Linked DNA regions of Mus musculus: region 1 is linked to region 2. A link is a contact called in public HiChIP or PLAC-seq data. All regions are on one chromosome and are shown on one strand. The core of a region is the stretch at or near the end of the contact, and the rest is flanking DNA. Distances in the headings are between cores, read along the strand shown. Region 1 overlaps Swap70 (SWA-70 protein). Region 2 has its middle 31 kb from the start of Swap70.

Region 1 (4,529 bases), core at 1,331-3,830, 94 kb after region 2:
CTGCTCTTTTGGCTGGCGGACCTTTTTGGGTATTCCTCAGAGAAGTAGGAGTGTTGTCCCCCTGATGCGATGACAGGTGCGGAGAGAGCCAGCCTTCCTGCATTGAAAGCACGCTTGTCGCTTAGGTTCCAAGAACCCTCATCTGATCACCAACTGGGGACCCGCAGCGTTCACCCAGGCAGAGCTCGAGGAGAGAGAGAAGAGCTGGAAAGAGAAGAAGACCACAGAGTGACGGCCGTCCCAGCGGTCACCCAGTCAGTCACATCAGTGAGGAGTCAAGAGCTTCATACCTGGGACAAGAACATTGGCTTTGCTGCTTCTAAGTCTCCCCTCAGGGCTCCAGCAGGGTCCTGTGCTGAGGACGCCATGTTTACCTTCTAGAGATGTCTCAGCTCTCCTGGCGAGAACATAGGCACAGGTGTGGCTGGAGCCACCTCACTGTTGTCTTCTGCAGCCCTTGCAGCCCCTGGTCTCAGCCCCGCCTTGGATGGGAGGTCAGCTGTCTCCTCCCCTCCGGCAGCGCATTCCCTTGGCCGATTGCCTGGTCTGTTGGCCTCTTTGAGTCAGGTGTCATGGCAAGCCTCCGCTGTTGGTGCTCTGATGGACAAGTCACTAGTCACTGCCCTTGTGGATGGAATCTGGTTGGTGACTCTTCCCAGCTTCAGCTAAGATACTTCCCTCCCTGACCACCACACACATGGCATGCTTCGTTTGCATTTTCTTTCTCCTCACCTCAAAGCAAGACTTATCCTGGCCCAGCGGCTCAACTTAGTTCTTTGGGTGTTCTGTCCCCAGCTGCTAGTCTGTTGAAATCAATGGTGATTGGATAGTTTGGGGGGTTACATGGGCACAGTGGAAGCTGACAGAATGTGGACTGGTAAGATGTAAAGTGTCACAGGATGATGGCCAGCCTTGTGGCTTTCACTAGAACTATGTCTCTCTGCTTTTCCCTCCGAGGATGACACAGATTGTGGTTTGTATGCTTCTTGTTTGAGGAATGATTTCAGCCCTAATCTGGTCTGAGACGGAGATGAGTGGTTGGAAAGTAAGCCTTACCACACTAGTTGGAATCTGTAACCAGCAGTAACTCCATGCACAGCCAAGAAGCTTTACATTATAAACAGGAAGGTGACCCATGTGGCACAGAAGAGGTGGGACTCAGTAGAGAGCAGGGACCCCCACGGGCCTGGTCCAGCCTTGCCTCAGAGCAGGAAGGAGGCCATTCCAGACATGTGCAAGTCTACAGATAGATCCCAGCAGTCCTGGCATCTACATAAGGACTGGATAGAGTTCCATTAATCTCTGCCTTTTATGACTGGAAAACATTTGCCAATGGAAGTCTTACCAATTTTTCTTAAGATTTTGGGCTGCTTAATAAAAGTAATTTTATTTAATGTTTATAGTTGCCTTCATACAGTTTAGATTTGTGTGCAAAGTATCACTGTGTCACGAACCTTCTTAGTGGATAACTTGGGTGTAGGTTTGGACCTGGCCATTCACTCACCATGTTTCCTTGTCAGTGCAGCCGGGAATCAGACCAAGGGGACCAGGGTCTCCCCTGTGTCTTGATGATGTCTCCTAGAGACCTCAGTGTCCTTGGAGAGAAAAGAAAAAGAAACTCCAAGAAGGTACTGGCCGGTGTGAAATGTCTGGACGGAAGCAAGGGCCTGGGGGTCCAGGGGAGACTGGGGTAAAGGGATCGCCCGGGCCGGGCTGACAGAACCTCCCTCCTTAAACCTGGACTGTCTTACAGCACAGCCAGAGGCATGGCCCGCAGCTGCCACGGCCCTCCTTGTCTGGTCTCAAGCCTGAATACTGCATGCTCCCTTTGTATGGGCTGTGCAGAAGGCGTCTGCAGTCTGTAGTGTTTGTTTCTGCTTGCCTCACCGGCTTCAGTAGCACTGTGGCTGGGAAGTGAAAGTCCTTTGTAGACAGTGGATGAGAAGACCGCACAGATGTGAACTGTGTGACTCCCCTTTAGGCCAATGCGCTGATACTTGTGGGTCTCTCCTGATACTCAAGGTGGTTTCAGCTAAGTGTCTATAGACCGTGCCTCATCTCTGTAATAACTACAGGAAACGTTGGGAGTGTCTGTCTGTGTGTTCACTGTAATCAGCCCTTTCCTCCAACGAGAGATGAGATTATTTGCAGGAATTATGAATGAAAAGCATTTGAAAATGTTTTGGGATCTACTATATTGAGAATGAACAAAATATTTATAATTTTAAAACATTTTTATCTACACATACAATGTAATATGCTCTACTTCTTGTTTTTTTTTTGTTTTGTTTTTTTGCTAATTTTTCTAAGGTATTAAAATGTTTTCTATGGGATTTTTGGTTTCTATTTTTTTAGTAAAGTGGACTCAATAACAAAATTAAACATACCAGAATTTCATACATTTTAAACTGGTTACATTAATAAAATGGAGTAAAGTGTGTGTGTGTATGTGTGTGTGCACTTGTGTGTGCGTGCCTGCCTGCATGTGTGCTTTTGCTAATCTTCATTTTCATACAGTCATGTGGATGTGGTTTAGGGATACTCCTGAAAACACTGGGTTTGGGAGTTAAGACCTCAAGAAGTTAGCTGTGACCTCATGTTTGGTGTGAGTCACAGCTGTGGGAAGCCTTGGTCAGCTCAGGAACCTACCTCTATCGTTGCTGTTACCTCTGAAGTCTTTTCTTCTTGTCTCTGTTCTCTCAATTTATTTATTTATTTTTATGTCTTTGACTAGAATAAACCTTGTGGTTTTCTATTTGGTTTTACATGGTCACCAAGATTAAAACTTCGTACTGTGGATGAAGCGGTCCCTTGTTCTAGCTTGACTATGTATTGGCAAGCTGGTCTTCCCTCATGAAGGAGAGCAGGGAGAGAAAGGTGTTTGTCAAACCATCCTTCTTTCTCTAGTGCAGTGCTCTCAAGTACAGACACTTGTTCCTGAGGGGACACTTGGCAGTATCTGGAAACATTTGTGGTTTTCATAACTGGAAGGAGTGTGCTGGCTGTGGTGGGTGCCTTGCATCACCCCTGCTCGGGGGCAGTTGCTGTTAATTCCTGTTAAGCCTCATTGACCCTTCTGAGGTTTCTAAGTCATTGGTCTTGGGTAGTGGGCACATTTGTGGCGGACACTAAATTCCAACCCTAGTCTAGACTCAACCTCCCTGTCCATTTTCTACTAGAGCAGAAACAGTCTGTCAGGGCCATACACCCACAGGAATGTGGGCCTTTCTCTATGTCTGCCTCCTGTATGGCAGTTGCGAGGGCCAGAGAGATTGTTAGAGTAAGCAAAGGAGAGCTCTGTCCAGATCCCACCTCCCCACTTCACCCCAGTTCTCCCCCAAACACAACCAGTAGCCTAACCTGGGTTTCTGAAGGTGGTATCTGGGAGACTCACTTCCTGAGTTTCCTCTCTGCTCTTTAGCCAGGAGCACCCCAGGGACAGGGTCCATCACAGACTGGGGGTTCAGACCAGCTGCCACCTCCATGTCACCCTCAAAGTCTGTCCAATGGGAGTGAGGCTGTCCTAGGCTGCCAGAGCAGGGGTTTCATATCAGGGGAGAGCATTCCAGGATTGGAATTGAGTGTCCACCACAAACATACCCACTACCTAAGACCGGTGACTTGGAAGCCTCAGAAGGGCCAGCAAGACTTAACAGGAATGGACAGCACTCTCCAAGCGAGGCTGGTTCGAGGCACCCACTACAGCCAGCACACTCCTGGTTATGAAAACAAGGATACAATGAGTGATTACAGAGAATGTGAACTAGGGAAAAGACTTCATCTCGGAGGCCCAAGGCCTGCAGCCCTGGTTCTGAGCTGGAAGCTGGTGATGGCAGGAAAGGGCTTTTTCCAGCGTTCTGTGCTTCCCACCCCTGCTTGCATCAGAGTACTTACCTGGGAAGGAGTCCGGGCATCAGTCACATAGATCTAGGCTCAGTTGTGACTCTGAGACAGGATGGCTACATCTCCCCTTCCACACATACCTAGCTCTGAGCTTTACTCCAGGGCTGACCCAGGAGTTTTTGACAACTGATGTTTCCTGCATTAGGACAGTGCTCCCTTTCTGAGAAACACCTCCTGCAGATTACCGTGGTGTGTTGAACCAGCCTTCTGTGCATCCTCTGGGGGGACCTGCTTTTTCACTATAAGAACCACTTCTTCCAGCGCGCGCGCACACACACACTGTGCCCACAGAAAGCCTCCTCAAGGACAGCTTCATGTGGACCAGCAAAGAGGGTGCAGCAGCTCATGTCTTCCTCAAGCCCTGAACCTGCTTACAGAGCCCCCGGGTCTGTGCAGAGCCACTGTGGAGGCAGGTGTGTCCCTTCCCTGAATGTGATCTTTAAGAGTGTCTTTCTGCTTAAACACTAAACTCAGTAAGTTGCCTTACGTGAAGTTTACTTTTATAGACTTTTATTTATTCTTTACAATCTCATATGTTTGTAATGTATCTCAATTATACCCATCCCCACCCCCTGTCCTGCACCCTGCCCCTGCATGCCCCTCCTCCACTTTTTTTTTCCTTTCAT
Region 2 (4,186 bases), core at 237-2,736:
AGTCTTGGTGTACTTAGCAATTTTTCCTTTTTTCCAATTAATTAATTAATTGATTTTTTTGAGACAGGTTTTTATGTACTCCAGGCTGCCCTAGGACTGGCTAAGACCTGAACTCTGGGATTTCCTTCAAATCAATTCCTTTATGTGGTATTTTTTTGTTTTAATTTTTTCATATTTATTCATTTTATGCATATGAGTGTTCACATGCATGTATGTCTGTGCACTATCTATGTGCCTGGTACCTGTGGAGGTCCGAAGAGGGCATTGGTTTCCTGGAGCTGGAGTTATAGACAGTTGTGAGCTGCTTTGTGGGAGCTGGGAATCAAACCTAGGTCTTCTACAAGTACAAGTGCTCGTAAGCACTGAGCCATCTTTCCAGCCCCTCACCTCAGCACCTTTTTCCTCTTATGTAGAGTCATATCGTTCATGTGTCATCTTCCTGTGATACCGGGGACATTGGGTTCCTTCTTGGAGTTCTTAATCTCGTTATCCTTAGTAAAATATTTAAGGACTAACTCAAAGAGAACCTCAAAGAGGTTAAAGAAAACCTCTGGGCCGGGCAGCTGTACATACCGGCAGCTGAGTTAAGCTGCCATGGAGGTCAGACCCATGTCACACAAGCAGCCGCATGGTGGGAGGGGAGCTTCAGAGAAAGACAACAAGTGTCTCAAGTGTCACAGAAACTCTGCCTAGAAAAGGGACAGGAAGACAAAAAGGAAAGGCTATGCTGTTTCAGAAAGCATAACTGCGGGTCTGTAACTACTGTGCTAAGTAAGGAATGGGGATTCTGGGGAAGAAAAGGGAGGAGTGAGGATTCTGGGAAAGAAAAGAGAAGAGTGGGAATTCTGGGAAAGAAAAGGTTAGCAGTGAGGATTCTGGGAAAGAAAAGAGAAGAGTGGGAATTCTGGGAAAGAAAAGGTTAGCAGTGAGGGTTCTGGGAAAGAAAAGAGAAGAGTGGGAATTCTGGGAAAGAAAAGGTTAGCAGTGAGAGTTCTGAGATGGAAGAGAGTGTTATCTCCTGGGTGGGCTAATTATTCCTCCCATTCTTTAAGGTGGTTTAAGGTGAGCCTGCCTTTATGAGTGAGGCGTGGCTCCTTGGCCAGGAGCTTGACCTGACTAAACTGATGGCAGTTCAGGTAAGTCTCCATACAGAGGGAGATACCATTCTCTTGGTTAGGAAGCCATAGCCTTTTCTTAACCGACAGCAACTCCAGCCCCAGAACTTGGCCCTCCTCTACAGAGCCATGTAGTTCTGCGTCTTGTGTCCCTACATCAACTCAAGCAGCTGAAGAGCCAGTTCTATACCAAGTCATCTTTTGGATGTTCCCACTACTTCTAACTCAGCCCTTAGAAAAGAGAAGGTGCTTAATAAATGATTATGAAGTAACTCAACGAATCTAAAATTCAAAGCCTTTCCCTAGAGTACTGTTAATCGGAAGGCCAAAGTCTCAGAAAGCGTGGTTGAACTTTAATGTTTCCTAGGAGAGCTAGATAAAAGGTCGCTCTGGCTCCCCCACCCTCCCGTCCGGTGGTGGGTGGGGTAAATTAACAATTCAAGATGCTGTCCGCTTGGTACCAGAGTAGGCTATAGCCCTTTACAGCCTGAAAAGACTTTCTGGTTGTTTGTTTATTTGCTCTTTGGGTTATTTCCCTCTTCCTGCCCCTGTAAGGCACAGCCTGAATGACATAATTTCCTTCATTACTCACAGGCAGCACAGGCCTGTGGCTTCCCCTCCTGTTAGAGATCAACTTTCCAGAAAGTTTTGAGCTAAAGGGAATCAGATCTGTCTTCATGAAACTCTTCAAGCCTTGGGTTTCTGCTGTTTTGTTTTTTAAGAAAGGACCTTGCTGTGTAGCTCAGGTTGATCTCAAATGTACAATCCTCTTGCCTTAGCCTTCCCAGTGCCTGGGATAAGAGGTGTGTGTCACCATGTCTGGCTCAGCCTTGTTTCTGTTGTCCCTAGTCTCTAACTGAACATCATGAAGGCTGCAATAACTGGAATCACTGGCCTTTAAGAATTAAGTTCTCTGATGATAATAAAAAGCTCAGATCTTTTTTTTTTTTTTCAGATCATTTTAAAATAGTCCCCCTGAAGCCCCTATCCCAAAGTGGGCCTGGGACAGACGACTTTTGGTTAATTTTGCTTTATGGAAACTTTTTTTTTTTTTTGCTTATTCTTTTCAGGTGTTAAATAGAAAGGCTATGGGTGGGTGGCTCTGTGGTAATGCTCTTGCCCAGTCTTAGCAAGTTATATTATAGGTCTGGGATTCCAGGTCTGAAAAAAAAGAGAGAGGGGGCAGGGAGGGAGGAAGGCAAGTCATGTGATTAGATTTATAATATGCTAATCTACTAGGTTTCAAGTTACCTTTCCTTTTATGCATGGGCATGTGGGTCAGTGCTTTCTAACGTGTGTGTGTGTGTGTGTGTGTGTGTGTGTGTGTGTGAGAGAGAGAGAGAGAGAGAGAGAGAGAGGGAGAGAGAGAGAGAGGGAGGGAGGACAGGCTCTTATACCTTGACCTGAATGCAGAGTCTGCGGATAATCCCAGGTGTTGGTTCCATTTTGTTTGAGACAGTGTCTCTTGTTGGCTGTTGTAGCCACCAAACCAGCTCGCCCACCAGATCTTGTGATTCTGTCTCTGACACCCATCTTCTGGTGGGGGCATGCTGGCTTATGCTCTGTCTTTTATTTTTAAATTTATTTTTAACATTTTTTTTTTTTTTCTGAGACAAGGTTTCTCTATGTAGCCCTGGCTGTCGTGGAACTTACTCTATAGTCCAGGCTAGCTTCATGGTTTGTTTGTTTGTTTGTTTGTTTGTTTGTTTGAGATAGGGTCTTGCTATGTAGCCCTGGCTGGCCTGGAACTCATTATGTAGTCCAAGTTGGATTTGAACTAAGAGAGATCTGCCTGCCTCTGTCTCTGGAGAGCTGAGACTAAAGGCATAGGCCACCATGCCTGACTTTATTTTATTTTATTTCATTTATTTATGTTTTTGTTTTTTGAGACAGGGTTTCTCTGTATAGCCCTGGCTGTCCTGGAACTCACTTTGTAGACCAGGCTGGCCTCGAACTCAGAAATCCGCCTGCCTCTGCCTCCCGAGTGCTGGGGCCACCATGCCCGGCTCATTTTATTTTTAAATTGAAATATAATTACATTGTTTCCCCTTGACTTTCTTCCCTCCATTCTTTCCTTTACCCTCTCAAACTCATGATCTCTTTTTCTTTAATTATTATTATAATATGCATATGCACAAATACATAAATATAATCTGTTGAGTCTGTTAGTATCGCTTATATTTATATAGCTTTTTTAAAATGTATGTTTTGTTTTGTTGTGTTTAAAATAGAATCTCACCGTGTAGCTTCTGTGGGCTTGGGCCTCACTATGTAGATCAGGATAGCCTTAAAATCAGATGTCTTCCTGACTGTGCCTCCCAAGTTCTGGCATTAAGGTATATGCCACCATGATTGGCTTTAAATAATACTTTAAAAAATTGTATCATCTTTCTATTTCATTTCCTTACCTATGTATGTACATATGTAAGTATGTATGTGAACATGGGAATACCACAGTACATGTGTAGACGTCAGAGGACAGTCTGTGAGAAATCAATTCTCACTCTCTACCATGTGGATCCCAGGAACTGAAGTCAGGTTGTCAGGTTTGGCGGCAAGTGCCTTTACCTGATAAGCCATCTTCCTTACCCCCTTTTTGTTTTGTTTTGTTTTGTTTTTGGTGTGTGTGTGTGTGTTTGTGTGTGTGTGTTTGAAATGGGGTTCCTTTGTAGCCTTGGCTATTCTAGAACTCCATCTGTATATCTGCTGGCCTCAAACTCAAAGAGATCTGTCTGCCTCTGCCTTCAAGTGCTGGGATTAAAGGTGAGAGCTGCCATTAACTGGCTTTTTCTCTCTATCTTCTCTTCTCATCCTTCTTTCCTTCCTTCCTTCCTTCCTTCCTTCCTTCCTTCCTTCCTTCCTTCCTCTTTCTTTCAAGTGGAGGAAAGTTCCATGATTCCTGGTCTCCTGAGAAAGGACACAAGCATCTAATTAAACTGCAGAGTATACAGAAGCAATGCTTCAGCTCTTGTACAACAGAGACGGGGGAGGGGAACGAGAGTGATCCAAACCCTTGTGAGCAGGCCCTGGGCCACCAGAGGAAAATCTGAGCTGGGCAGTGCAGCGGCTCA

The links. HiChIP or PLAC-seq counts read pairs in DNA pulled down with a chosen protein or histone mark.
Region 1: an H3K27ac HiChIP or PLAC-seq map of microglia shows a contact between it and region 2, with 6 times the contacts expected there. The contact joins two enhancer-like sites. A contact is called at or near these places in 8 of 39 promoter capture datasets (the 3T3-L1 cell line, the HPC-7 cell line, cranial neural crest and 3 more), 2 of 484 Hi-C or Micro-C datasets (the HL-1 cell line and embryonic fibroblasts) and 2 of 115 datasets of contacts at active chromatin or transcription factors (embryonic stem cells and microglia).

What each region holds. Positions count from the first base shown.
Region 1 is chr7:110,281,106-110,285,634 of GRCm38.p6, forward strand. Swap70 (SWA-70 protein) reads left to right here. Exons shown (of 12, transcript NM_009302.3): 12 at 126-2,401. The coding sequence ends at 232. Gm32861 (a long non-coding RNA gene) reads right to left here. Exons shown (of 2, transcript XR_869865.3): 2 at 4,397-4,529. Among named protein-coding and RNA genes, the nearest start is that of Gm32861, 5.0 kb to the right of the region's middle. Within about 2 kb of position 2,581, at least 55 of the 459 cell types and tissues checked have an H3K27ac peak or open chromatin away from gene starts, as enhancers often do. A contact at or near this core is called in the HL-1 cell line and microglia, where this site is marked.
Region 2 is chr7:110,188,560-110,192,745 of GRCm38.p6, forward strand. No RefSeq gene overlaps it. Among named protein-coding and RNA genes, the nearest start is that of Swap70, 31 kb to the right of the region's middle. Within about 2 kb of position 1,487, at least 113 of the 459 cell types and tissues checked have an H3K27ac peak or open chromatin away from gene starts, as enhancers often do. A contact at or near this core is called in the HL-1 cell line and microglia, where this site is marked.